2 separate regions of the Macaca mulatta genome follow, and region 2 is linked to region 1. Evidence: chromatin contacts called from public Hi-C data. All regions are on one chromosome and are shown on one strand. Each heading gives the region's core, a stretch centred on a gene start, on an enhancer-like site or on the middle of the called end of the contact. The rest is flanking DNA. Distances are from core to core; before and after follow the strand shown. Region 1 holds the start of NRAS (NRAS proto-oncogene, GTPase). Region 2 holds the start of BCAS2 (BCAS2 pre-mRNA processing factor).

Region 1 (7,142 bases), core at 1,870-4,369:
AAAGATGTTTCTTGGAGATGTTTTCCTCTCTGAAATTCCTTTGTGATCTCCAATTACAACAACTCTGGTTCCGAGTTGTTCCCAGTAGCAAGCTTCACTTATGTATTATCAAACATTATAGTAACAGTATATTATGCAAAATAAATTCCAGTATTAACTTTCAGTAATTACCCTAGATTCTCAATGTCAAACAACCTAAAACCAACTCTTCCTGTAATTAAAAAGCTCTATCTTCCCTAGTGTGTTAACCTCATTTCCCTATAAAGCTTCAGAACACAAAGATCATCCTTTCAGAGAAAACAATGCTCCTAGTACCTGTAGAGGTTAATATCCGCAAATGACTTGCTATTATTGATGGCAAATACACAGAGGAAGCCTTCGCCTGTCCTCATGTATTGGTCTCTCATGGCACTGTACTCTTCTTGTCCAGCTGTATCCAGTATGTCCAACAAACAGGTTTCACCATCTATAACCACCTGTTTTCTGTAAGAATCCTGCGGGTGTGGAGGGTAAGGGAAGGAGGGAGGTTCAATTTTTATTAAAAACCACAGGGAATGCAATGCTATTGTCAAGGTCAAATAAGCCTCTAACTATTCAAGCCCATTTCTGCCTATCTGGTTTGTCCCTCAAATTGCTAATATAAAATCACAAACAAAAAGTATCCAATATCACCCTATGTAAAAGAAAACCCACCAAATTCTATATGCCTGCAGAAAATAAAGATGGTCACTCTGTTCCTGGAAAAGATTAAAAAAACACAGTAACTCAAATGACAACTCTACTGTAGCCAGGAGGCTACAGATTAGGTACCTAGTGTATTTCACTAAGCTATGAACTGTACTATTTTATTTGTGCTGTTTATTTTACTTTAAGAAATCTAAACATACCTTCACCAATTATAACCTGGCCCTATATACATCATTTGTGTTTATGACTAAATAAACAAATACCTTTTGTTTCAGAGAAGGTTATAACACTAAATATTTTTTTTCTCATGACAGAACGTACCTTTGGGAAATATTCCTGAATCAAATTCTTAAAGGTTCCAAACAAGGTATAGTTATGATTAATTTCTCAGGAAGACAGACAGGCATAGTTCATATAAAAAAAAAAAAAACTTTCATTTTGGTTTTATGGCAACAGGCCCTTTACTTGTATTTTAATGTCATCACACTTGGAGAAGTCTCTGGAGTACTGGAAGTGCTCTATGCGGTTATCTGGGTGGTAGCTACATGACTATATAAAAACGCAAAAAGCACTGGGTTCTAGACATAAAATTTATGAATTTTACTTATGTAAATTGCTCAATAAATCATTTAAAAATATTTAATTAAAATATTAAACATATCATGTAAAATATTAAAGCTGTTAAGCTGGAAATAAAGATTTTGCCAAGGGTTAGCAACCAATTTTTTTATAGTTAGTTTGCATCAATTAAACACTAGTAGCCAGATGGTAGGGAGGCCAGGTGTTGATTAAAATAATCTCTAAAGTTAGGCATTTCTAAACTGAACAAAATTACAAAACCATTTGTTTATTTATCTATTTATTTATTCATTTATTTTTTGAGAAGGAGTCTCCCTGTGTCGCCCAGGCTGAAGGGCTGTGGCGTGATCTCGGCTCACTGCACCCTCTGCCTCCGGTTCAAGCGATTCTCCTGCCTCAGCCTCCTGAGTAGCTGAGATTACAGGTGCGTGCCACCACACCCAGCTAATTTTTGTATTTTTAGTAGAGATGGGGTTTCACCATGTTGATCAGGCTGGTCTTGAACTCCTGACATCGTGATCTGCCCGCCTCCGCCTCCCAAAGTGCTGGGATTACAGGCGTGAGCCACCGCGTCCGGCAAAACCCTTTATTTAAAGAGCCTTAGATGCCACTTACTGAAGACAATCTGTACCATGAACCCTCACAATACAATAGAATCTCTAAGTACCATTACATAGCACTTTACCATTCATAAATAACTTAAATATATTAACTTTCCATAACATCCCTGTGTGGTAGGCAGGACAAGTTTATGATAATACATGAGGAAAATGAGGTTGAGAGAGATTCATTTGCTCAATATCACACAACTAAACAATCTCCCATACAGTCTCGCTACTATGGCCTGTGTTTCTCATGTAATAGAGCTGTCATATATGAAGAAACTCACGAATGAACTCAACACTGAGTTTGCAAGTTTACAGAACTGTTAAAAACTGGACGTTTTAGAAACTTCAGCAGCTAATAAAAATGAACTGTTCTCTATAAACACGTTAAGCTTATTGCATAACTGAATGTAGTACCCAAAATAACTTTTACTTTCTCTCCTCTTATTCCTTTAATAAAGAATATAGGTAAAGATGATCTGACACGTGAGAGACAGGGTCAGGTCAGCGGGCTACCACTGGGCCTCACCTCTATGGTGGGATCATATTCATCTACAAAGTGGTTCTGGATTAGCTGGATTGTCAGTGCGCTTTTCCCAACACCACCTGCTCCAACCACCACCAGTTTGTACTCAGTCATTTCACACCAGCAAGAACCTGTTGGAAACCAGTAATCAGGGTTAATCGGCGAGCACCACAGCTAAAGTACTTTAAAGCTTTCTATAATCAATGGAAATGAAAACCCTAGCGTAACCTGCCATTTGGTTCTTAAAGTGACTCGGGAACGCAAAAACACCGGACCAATATCGGCATCACATTTCTGGAGTACAGTTTTCTAGCAACCCCCACCCTTGGCTATTTTTCAACAGTCCTTGGGCCCCGCCCTCGCCTAAGCAATGGAAATCCCCCTTCCTATTACTCCCCGAAGCCGCCTCAGCTCTAGCGGGAAGCCTCCAGGCCGCAACTCCTTCCCATTCTCCCTTCTGCCTCCAAAGATCTCCCCACGTAGGCACCAAATGGAAGGACCCCCGCCCAAGGCCTTTGTCTCCAGCTGGTAGATTCTGCTCGATTTCTGGCATCAGTGAAACGCCTGAACATTCCACAGCCCAAAGCCAAACACTATGCATGCGAGAAACTTACCTCAAGCTCCACTGCCTCTGCTTTGGACAGATTCAGGACCACAGCAGGGAAAATTGTTGGAGACCCCGGAACCGCCATGAACAGCCCCCACCAGGGAGCGGCACTTCCGGCCCCGCCCGCTACGTAATCAGTCGGCGCCCCAGGCGCCTGTGTCCCCGCCCCGGCCACGTGGGCCTCCGAACCAGGAGTCATGCGGCAGGCCGCACCCAGACCCGCCCCTCCCACACGGGACGTTTCAATAATGAAAGCGCTAGGTGCTAGTGTCTCAAAAATCAGTAAAACTTTATTCGCTTCCATTCTTTCGCCATTAACAGAAAACTGGAGAAAGCAAAAATGTTTTGTGTTTACAAAGATAAACGGCCTCTTTACCCAGAGATCAAAACCTCAAACGACAAGGGGGAAGATAAAACCGCCCTCCCCCACATCCCCTGAGCTGACCCTTGTCATCTTAGACAAAGCCTTCAGTCCACTGGCCAGGGACCCTGTATATGGCCAATTCAAGAAGAGGGCCAAGAAATCAGACCCATCCATTCCCGTGATATAAAGTTGAACAGAAGCTACACCAAGGGTCAAGTGTCTGTATTTTACAGGACACAGTAACCAGGCGGCTACTTATTAAAAAAACAAGATTCATTTCAGGCACAACTTTTTTATTTTTATTTTTTTGTTTTGTTTTTAAATCAGTAAAAGAAACCGGGTCCTAGAAGCTGCAGTGATCTAAGCAGCAGCAAGTTTGTGCATTCATTTTTTTGTTTTTGTTTAAATATGTTTAAATTATCACACTGCTGGCACTCCTCATTTGCATGAAATTCTGCACCATACTTACTAATTGTAGTAAAGTTACCCCCCAACCCACGAAAAAAAACCTACTCTGTAAGATAATTTTCACTGAAATATAACCAAACTTCTTTAAGTGGATTGTGACAAGATTATAAATGATATGAAAAATAACACTTTAAAATTTGGCCATCAACTTTAAGAAATGGTTTGCCTATACAAATCTTTGTAATTTTTAAAAGATAATATATTCTACCCTCATATGGTCCTCAGAATTAAAGCATAATGAACAGGAAGAAAAAGAAAAAGAACGCAACTGAGTGCTAAGGCAGAACATCTTGCCAGAAGTAATTAATGAAGGTAGAGTATATAATGAAAAGTGCAGAATTTCATAGGGCCAACAAGATAACAGTCTATATTTTTCACTTAACACAGGCGAAGTGGATTTTGCAATTACCAGTTGCGTTAAATGCACCAAATAAAGCTCCTAAAATTGATACTATAAGGCGCCACCTTAAGTTTTCCAGGCTGCAACTGTGCATTATTTTAAAATGGTTTTCTTAAATTTATTTATTTTTTTAAACATAACACGAGGAAGGTGTTAAAACTGGTGTAATAGCTCAATAGAATAAGTATTTCAGATTTCGGGAGGGATGAAGAAGGAGATATTCAGAACCCTTCACCAGATTCCCCCCAACTTGATCATATTGGATTAATGATGTGCTTTGTGGATGTGGTTAGTCAATGACACCAGCTTGACGGATCTTTCTTTCTGCACCAAACCCCTGTGGGGGGGAAAAAAAAACCCTGCAGTTAATGATTTGAGTGCACAACAATCACGGTACATTCACTATTCCGAAATGAAACTACAAAAGCATTATTTTTAATCATCTTATGTACTACTAATTCTTTTCTAGAGGAGAAAATCCACAGTAAGCCCTCCTGACCCATTACCTAAACTATCTTCAGAGCATCAAGAAATGTGCTTCTTACTGTAAGCAACCATTAGGTTACGGGCTGAACCAATGTGTAGAAAGTCCTAACTAGTTATAAGCAATATGCAAGTCTCCCTGCTTCATTTCCTGACCTATAGTTTAAATAGGACCACATATTGTATGTAGGTCTATCAGCTGGCCTCCCCCAAGCCTTGTATGCCCTCATACCATTGAGTTATCTGGTCCCCTTGGCTGACGAAGAACCATTAGGCGAGGAGCACTGGCATCATCCAGAGTGATGTTCTTCAAGCGATTGACCAACCGATCAGGTCGAGGAGCTGCAACAGCCTTGGGGCCCTCACTGTAATGAAGTCAAAAGACGAGAATAAACCACACTTGGTAGGCAGACAGCAAGCACTTGCAAAGGAGTGTGTTTTCCACCTAACTGCCCAAATGACTCACTTTTAATGACGGGACTCTTGCCTCATCTACCTAGCTAGAAAGACAAGATAGACAAGTTTGTTTATGTATTATTATCCCCAACTCAAGGTTCCAGCTTAATAGGAATGGAAGGAATCATTTGCAGACCCTAGACTTGAATGCAATCAGAATGACCCATTCCACAGATGCATAAAAAACAAGGTAGCAGATGTGGTGGCTAACACCTGTAATCCTAGTGCTTTGAGAGGACAGGGCAGGAGGAACACTTGAGCCCAGAAGTTTGAGACCAGCCTGGGCAAAATAGTGGGACCATGTCTCCACAAAAAATAAAAGTGGCTGGGTGTGGTGGCGCATGCTTGTAGTCCCAGCTACTCAGGAAGCTGATGTGGGAGAATTGCTTAGGCCCAGGGGGTTGAGGCTGCAATGAGTTGTGATAGCGCCACTGCACTACAGCCTGGGTAACAGAGTCAGACTGTGAGACTGTGTCTCTGGGCGGCAGAGAAGCAAAGAGGCATTATGAATCAGGATGACTAAAGTATTAGAATTTTAAGTAGCATATAACCTAGAAATGACTTAATGGAAGGAAAGGAATTTGGCAAAAATTTTAAAAAACATGTACTACACAATCTTTTTGTATTAGACTAGAAGGAGGAAGTAAATAAAAAGTGGCAAAAGGGGAAAAAACAAGGCACAGAAAAGTAAAGAAATGTGATAAAACAGAGACTACAGAAGTTGAGACACTCCAGGGTAGTTACTAATCAAACCACAACAACAACTCACCAGACTCGCCAAACATTACAGGCGCTGCACTTGCCAGTGCGCTGATTAAGAATCACTGAGAACTCCACCTCATCTCCTGCCTGTAGCTCAATGCCATCCTGAACTTCTTTCACGTGGAAAAAGAGCTTCTTGCTATCTCCTACTTCATAGTTAATGAAGCCAAACTGGGGGAAAAAAAAAAAAAAAGTAGGTAAAAAAGAGAGGACATGCCACACCTCACTCTGAGTGAAGCACAATGCCTGCCCCTATATAAAAGGATGTATAAAACATGATATTAATGTTGATACTCCAGTCCAGCTGCCTGTGGCAAAACCTGTCAGGGAAGAAATGTATCTTTGAAAGTGCCATTCACTATATCACAAACTTGAACCAAACAAATAAAAGTTGCCTTGTTCCTTCATACATTATGAACTAAGCTTTTTGATTTAAGCAAACTCATCAGGAAGTTGTTACTTCAACATACATATTGTTTGGATCCCCTCTAGAATTAAGCTGGGTTATAGCAGTATATGAAGCAGCCATACAAAATGTTATTCTCTGTACTGATGACGAAAAACATTATGAGGACTCAGATTTCCCTGAGATCTCAGTAGTAAGACTAAGTCTGTTTGCCCTAAGCTTATTTTTTAAGTACTTTCGAACACGGTTTCTGTGTCTGTGTGATATGCAAAAGAAGTTCTAAGCAAAAGTGTACAAAACCATACAGTCCTTCTATTCTGGAAATCTCACCCCAAACTTATTTTCCCCATTGCGTAATGTTAGTTACCAATACCAATCTTACTTTCTCATTGCTAATATAGTCACTTTTTTGTGTAGTTTTCTGTTTTTATTAAGCTACCTCAAATGACTGAAAAAAGGTAAAGTAGAAATACAAAAACGAATGAATGTTGATGATTTCCCCTTGGCTGAAAAAATTTGAAGGTTCTGGTTACCAACTCATAGAAGGATCAAATTCAGATACAGAGATGCTGGCACTTACCTGATCTTTCACACATTCCACTGTGGCCCTACGCAGGGGTGTGATGTTGTAAGCCATAGTTTGTGCATTTTGGCCCAGGACACACAATTGGAACTTGACGCTCTCCCCTTTCTGCAGGCAATCCCCTTTGTTGGCCATCCCAACGATGCCAAATGGATAGACCTCCCCTTTCATATCGCCTGTAAAACAGGTACAAAGTTTAAAGGCTAGTATTTCACA
Region 2 (7,142 bases), core at 1,425-3,924, 130 kb before region 1:
TGCAGTGAGCCAAGGAGTTGCATGCACTCCAGCCTAGGTGACAGAGCAAGACTCTGTCTCAAAAAAAGAAAGGATTAAATAATCAGTAAACTAATTACAGGAGAATCATTTGAACCCAGGAGTTTGCTAATTAAATAATCAGTAAACTAATTACAAAGGTATTTGAGAGAAGGAAAAAAACTGGCAAAAGTATTATAAGAAGTCTGTGATTGAATGCAGTTATTTGAAAACGTCAGAAATCAGTCCAAGAAGCATTACTGTACTTAATTCTCTCTCTCTTTTTTTTTTTAATGAGATGGAGTCTCGCTCTGTCGCCCAGGCTGGAGTGCAGTGGCGCCATCTTGGCTCACTGCAAGCTCCGCCTCCCGGGTTCAGGCCATTCTTCTGCCTCAGCCTCCTGAGTAGCTGGGACTACAGGCACCCGCCACCATGCCCAGTTAATTTTTTGTATTTTTAGTAGAGGATGGTCTCGATTTCCTGACCTCGTGATCCACTCGCCTCAGCCTCCCAAGGTGCTGGGATTACAGGTGTGAGCCACTGTACTTAGTTCTTAACGTGGTTAACATCTACACCTAGGTAACAATATTTGGAAAAAGCATAGGAAAACACGTTCATAGAAACATATGTCTTCTACTTAAAACTTAGCCAAGGCAGGGCGTGGTGGTTCACCCCGTATCCCAACACTTTGGGAGGATGAGGTGGGCGGATCACTTGAGGCCAGGAGTTCAAGACCAGCCTGGCCAACGTGGTGACACCCCATCTCTACTGAAAATACAAAAATTAGCCAGGCATGGTGGCTGGCACCTGTAATCCTAGCTGCTCGCGAGGCTGAGGCAGGAGAATCACTTGAGCTCGGAAGGTGGAGGTTGCAGTGAGCAGAAATGGCACCACTGCACTCCAGGCTGGGTGACAGAGTAAGACTCCGTCTCAAACAAAAACAACAAACTTAACTATTTTTTCATGTTACTTTAATGTAAATAATATCTTTTTTTTTTTTTTTCCCTCTGAGACAGGATCTCAGTCTGTCGCCAGGCTGGAGCGCAATGGTATTATCATGGCTCACTGTAGCAGCCTTGAACTTCCAGGCTCAAGTGATCCTTCCACCTCAGCCTCCTGAGTGGCTTGGACTACAGGTGCATGCCATCATGCTTGGCTAATTTTTTAGTTTTTCTTTTGTAGAGAAAGGGTCTCACTATGTTGCACAGGCTGGTCTCAAGTGATCCTCACACCTCAGCCTCCTAAAGTGCTGGGATTACAGGTGTGAGCCACCACACCCAGCTAAGTACTGCCTTTTAATAATACAATCCTTTCATAAATAAACGATTAGGTATAATGGGAAAAAAACCTCCAAGCTGTACATATTGAAATACTTGAATCCAATAATTTAGAAATAACTTACATTTCACTTAGCTAATTAGACCCTAACTAGAATCTTGGGTGTACTTCAAGGTTATACATTTAAAATAGTATCATACTCACTGTGTGCAGTAGAACAGCATCTGACTCCCTAGGCAAGCATGGGCACTCCTTTCTCTAATTCTCTTGTCCTTATATATACCTCCACTACAGGTCCTTTACATATTATTACACATTTATACATACTATTGTAAACTTTCTGTTTTATATATCTAGCTCCTCATTGTATTGTATTTTTCTGTATTCAGAAACCCTATCTTTTTTTGGAGACGATGCTTGTCTTAAATAAAGAAAAGAAAAATTAAAATACAGCAAAATACATATTTTTTTAAAACCCAGATATTTTTATCTCTATGATTTCAGAATCTAGAATGGCACCTAGCACTTGGAAAGTATTCGTATCAGGGAAAGTTCTTGCCTACATTAATCAGAACTGTGTTAATAAAAACATCGGACAGATTATAGAAAAAAGGAGAAGGCTGAGAAAAGAGTAGTATACACTTGGATATGGTTTGTCCCTTCAGTCATACCACAAACGTTTGGTAAATAACTAGACTTTAATACGCCACTCTCCAGTGGTTCTAAAGAGCTTAGGTAATTAGGCTTATACATACTAAAAAATTCTAGATCACCTGCTGTAGAGTGACTCTTGGCAGGAGAGGGTCCCTTTGAGAATTTACGCATGGATCCTATCTCAAAGAATTGTGGCCACAAATTTTTGCATTAAGTGAGTCGTGGAGTCCCAGAAAGTCTTCCTATGGATCTTAGAATAAGAACCTCGGAGAAGACTTATCTATCTAGCTGTTTTCAACAGACTGGTACCTATGCAGGCAATGGTTAAAACTGGAATTTAAAAATCACTTTTACGTAGCTGAAGCTCTCAATCCAAAATAAAGGTTCACAGGAATCCTCGTTCATACCCGGGCTCAAGACATACTTACTTCAAAGGCAGAATAATCCGGGGCTGTTAGGTAGCTCAGGTAGTTCTTAGTAGGTCGGTATCTGCGAGTTTCCTCCTCCACCAGCGCTGCAGCCTTAGAAAGAGAATTGGGGCCAGGGTAGAAGCGGCAAATTGTAACATGTTTCTTTCGGTACCGAGCCAGCGAACAGTGAGTCAGCTACAAAGACACCCCGCACTCACCGCTTCCCGCACACCAGGGGCTTCATAACCTTGATCAAAATACGGCAGCGCATCCACCACAACCTCTCCGGCCACCAAACCCGTGCCCGCCATTCTGAGGACCTCAGGTTTGCCTGCGTTTTCTGCGTCTGCGTAAACTGAGTTCTATTTAGATACGCCGGCGCCTGACACTGATGTAATCACGTTCCCGGCATATTGACGTTCGCGCATGCTCAGTTGCTAATTTTGAAGGCGGGTCCGCCCGGTATCTAGAAATTGCCGGGCTGCTTTGTTTTGGGCGGACGTGACGTCAGTCTTGGCTTCATTGCGTCAGCGGAAGGCCTCAATTTCCTGTCTTCTGCTTACTGTATTTTTTTTGCCAGCGAATGGTGGCGATTTGAAGTTAGGGCTTTTCGTTTCCTCCAAAACATTGATATCTGGAACGGGAGCCCCTTAACACTTTCGGAGGGAACTGGCTGCAGGATTTGACGGGGAGAGATAACTGATTTCCCACCTCTGCTTACTGCCACCGTCTCCCCTTAATCTTCTCTTCCTCTGTGCCGGACTTCTTTCTTTTTATTATGGACACACGCTCTTGTTCTGCTGCCCAGGTTGGAGTGCAGTGGCGCGATCATAGTTCACTGCAGCCTCAACCCCCCCAGGCCCAAGCGATCCTTCCACCTCAGCCTCCTGAGCCGCTGGGCCTAGAGGTGCACACCACCACGCCTGGCTAATTTTTAATTTTTTTTTTTTTTTTTTCGAGACGGAGTCTCACTCTGTCGCCCAGGCTGGAGTGCAGTGGCGCGATCTCGGCTCACTGCAAGCTCCGCCTCCTGCGTTCACGCCATTCTCCTGCCTCAGCCTCCTAGTAGCTGGGACTACAAGGCGTCCGCCTCCATGCCCGGCTAATTTTTTGTATTTTTTGTATTTTCACCGTGTTAGCCAGGATGATCTCGATCTCCTGACCTCGTGATCCGCCCGCCTCGGCCTCCCAAAGTGCTGGGATTATAGGCTTGAGCCACAGCGCCCGGCCATTTTAAAATTTTTTTGTAGAGTTGGAGCCTTCCTATGTTGCCAAGGCTGGCCTCAAGCTATCCTCTCGCCTAGGCCTCCTAAAATGTGGGGAATACAGGCGTAAGCCACTGCACCCGGGGTCGTTCCTCTTTTACTTCCTTGCTGTACCCCGACTATCCTCCCCCCTCGCCACCCTGAAAACCTTTGCATTGGATAAGTACAATTCTTAAAGAGGCTCTAGAATTGGGCGCCAGTCTCCAATTAAAATTGTGAAGCTTTATGGTCTGAGTATCAAAAGGAACCTCAGTTCCTTAAAAATCCTGCCATTTTGGCTTTAGGACTTAAACGGTAATAGAATGGCACTCCTGTCTCCGAACCATTCAAGCTGCTGCCCATGCACTTTGTCTTCTTCATGGCTCCTGGACTAAGCAGCCTCCCTTTGATTAAGCAGTTAAAGACCAAATAAAGTTGTCAGACTATATACCCTGCCCAGTGTGCGGTCTAGACCCAGGCTTTGTCTGCCAAGAGCCTCGAAATGTTGACCTCCATTATTAAGCCTGATCAATCTAAGACTAATTCTTATTACTTAAGTACCATTAGGTAAATGTGCTAGCTGTAGATTTAAGTGACATAAAAGATCTTTACATCTTAAGAATTCTCCAAGGGATCTGTGGGGTTTTTATGTATTTATTCATTAAAAGATCTGTAAACAACATTTTATACAAATCTTGATTCTTTTACAAAAATATCCAGAATTCATAACACTTTACAGAAACAAAACACAACAGACCTAAGGAAATGAAGCAGCTTCAGGCTGCAAAGATGAAGACAGCATTCCTGAAGCGCAAAGGTCTCCTCCTAAAGGGATAGCCAGGATCCATCATAGTAAACCCTTTTACCCCCATTTTATAAACATCCAATTATTAACTGTTCCCGCTGGGTTGCAGTGTAAGAAGAGACCAAATGGAGAGATGTCTAGTAGAAGCCCCATTAGGGTAACCTGCTTAACATTTAAAAAAAGGCTCAGTTCTATTCCCTGGACCCACATCTGTAGGAATTATATTATACAGCACCAGTCTTAAATGGTGTTCTGCTTCAGGTTCATGCATACCTGAATGGGTTGTAATGAAATACTGTGCAAGTCAATAAACTGTATCACAATACAACTTAACAGTTTTGTAAGGCTGAATAAATACTTTCTGTGCCAGTTGAAACCATCAGCAGAAACTGAAGAAAACAAACTGACATTTGCTATAGCATTAATAAATGAAAAGTGCACCATCTGAACTTGAATTTGCCCATTAATTTGAAAAAACAAAACAAACAAAAAAAAACAGGCCCGGTGCACTGACTCATGCCTGTAATCCCAGCACTTTGGGAGGCCAAGGTGGGTGGATCACCTGAGGTCAGGAGTTCGAGACTAGCTTGGCCAACATGGTGAAACCCCGTCTCTACAAAAAATACAAAATTAGCCAGGTGTGGTGGTGGGCACCTATAATTCCAGCTACACGGGAGGCTGAGGCAGGAGAATTGCTTGAACCCAGGAGGCGGAGGTCTCAGTGAGCCGAGATCGTGCCATTGCGCTCCAGCCTGGGCAAAAAGAGCGAAACTCCGTCTTAAAACACACACACACACACACACACACACACACACACACACACACACACACAACATTGCACCATCACTGAAAAATTTCTCTTTCCAATCACTACTACTACTACTTTAGATATTAAAGGTCTGGATGACTAAGTGGTATATGTTCAAGGAATGTTCATATTTTGAGTCTAATTTAATTAGAGCAAAAATTTCAGCATTTCTAGGGCAATAAAAAGAGTCTCATCTAGGCATATATATATAAAGTCCCTTATCCTCAGAGCTGAAAAGTGGCTCTGGTACACTTAATAGAAAATTTTTATTAATAAAATAAATAGCTATATAATCCTACTGAGATGAAATTTCCATCTGGAGGACTAACCAACTTTGTGTCCATAAAAGTCCTGGCTTCAGTTCTGTGTTGTATAACTTTGGGCAACTTATTTAACAACTTTGAATTTGTGTTTTTTTCTTTTTTTTTTTGAGATGGAGTCTTACTCTGTCACCCTGACTGGAGTGCAGTGGTGCGATCTCCGCTCACTGCAACCTCCACCTCCTGGGCTCAAGCAATTCTCGTGACTCAGCCTCCCAAGTAGCCGGGATTACAGGCACCTGCCACCACGCCCAGCTAATTTTTATTTTTATTTTATTTTTAGTAGAGGGTTTCACCATGTTGGCCAGGCTGGTCTCGAACCCCTGACCTCAAATGATCCACCTGCCTTGGCCTCCCATAGTGCTGGGATTACAGACGTGAGTAACAGCACCCAGCTTTAGTTTCTTTATTAGTAAAATGCAGATGTAAATATCTATCTCATAAGGTTGATTTAAGGATTGGTTGAGATGATATGCATACATATACCACAGTGCATGGCACATGGTGGACACTAAAAAATAAAGGTGGCTCCCATGCCCTTGAGAGGACATTTTCATAATAGTTATAATTCCACAAAGTTTAAATTTATTTACTTATTTTTAAAATGTTTTTGTAGAGATAGGATCTTGCTACATTGCCCAGGCTGGTCTCAAACTCCTACCCTCAAACTCCTGCCTTAGTCTCCCAAAGTGGTGGAGATTACAAGTGTGAGCCACTGGATCCAGCCTCCACAAAGTTTAATGTTGACATGTGAGGGACAAGCAAGCTACTCAAATGCTACACAATTTGGAGGAGGAGTTGCAAGATGTCTAATTTTATAAGGTACTTAATAACAGTACTTTATAATATTACAAGTAGGGCTTCCTCCTGAGATTCCCCTAGATACAATCAATATAAGACAAAATAATGGAGATATGTAATGAGTCTATTCCTTTGCCCAGGTCAAACAGCCCATGGATTTAAAGCTGCCATGATAGTTCAGTGATGAGAATTACGCGTATAAGGCCAGTGTTCTCCATTTCCATCGTGTCTCTCTACTATGTTAAACTCAGCATTTCTCTCCTTATTCTCATCTTTGAGCTGTTTTTAAAAATGTAACAACAAGGCTTTTCCTTGTGAAAGACAACTACTTTCATAGATGAAGCACAAAACAGAGAATGAGCCCAAGAATGACATAGAAAAGGCTGCTATAAAAAAAAAAAAAATGGAGACAGAGTAAAGATGGCATTGGTTCCAGACCATTCCCAACAATTCTCCAGTAATTACTACAGCAGCAACAGGAGAATCCTCCTCCGACAGCCTGACTCGCTCTTTAACCTTTTAAAATTTCAAGAATTTTGTAGAATACTTCATGGGATCCTGACCCTTGGAAAAATATTTTCTTTGGCACTTTCTATTGTATATTCAGGATGGAGACAATCAGAGGTTTCATTTCTTCTGCAGAAATTTCATTTTACTTCCTAAAGGGAAAGAAAAGGACAGTGAACTCTCAATTCATTTTTATTTATTGTACATTATTTGAGGCAAGGGGTTAACTGGTCAGTCATTCAGAACAGCCCAAGAGTTAAGCTGACATCTCAAACTCAGTTGATGTGTTTAACCACCAAAACCAAAACAAAAACGAAC

Evidence for each region. A called contact is a pair of places that touch in the nucleus more often than the background predicts.
Region 2: a contact with region 1 is called in a Hi-C map of blood, with 2.8 times the contacts expected there. The contact joins the promoter of BCAS2 here to the promoter of NRAS in region 1. A contact is called at or near these places in 5 of 14 Hi-C or Micro-C datasets (blood, cortical neurons, fetal cortex germinal zone and 2 more).

The regions. Positions count from the first base shown.
Region 1 is chr1:125,533,902-125,541,043 of T2T-MMU8v2.0, reverse strand. It overlaps NRAS (NRAS proto-oncogene, GTPase), which reads right to left and starts at 3,119. Exons shown (of 7, transcript XM_015148825.3): 1 at 3,012-3,119; 2 at 2,401-2,528; 3 at 316-494. The coding sequence starts at 2,511. It overlaps CSDE1 (cold shock domain containing E1), which reads right to left. Exons shown (of 19, transcript XM_077950606.1): 16 at 6,924-7,102; 17 at 5,945-6,108; 18 at 4,952-5,084; 19 at 4,354-4,573. The coding sequence ends at 4,526.
Region 2 is chr1:125,668,062-125,675,203 of T2T-MMU8v2.0, reverse strand. BCAS2 (BCAS2 pre-mRNA processing factor) reads right to left here and starts at 2,674. Exons shown (of 7, transcript XM_015148779.3): 1 at 2,558-2,674; 2 at 2,358-2,450. The coding sequence starts at 2,650. DENND2C (DENN domain containing 2C) reads right to left here. Exons shown (of 19, transcript XM_028830192.2): 19 at 6,237-6,976. The coding sequence ends at 6,945.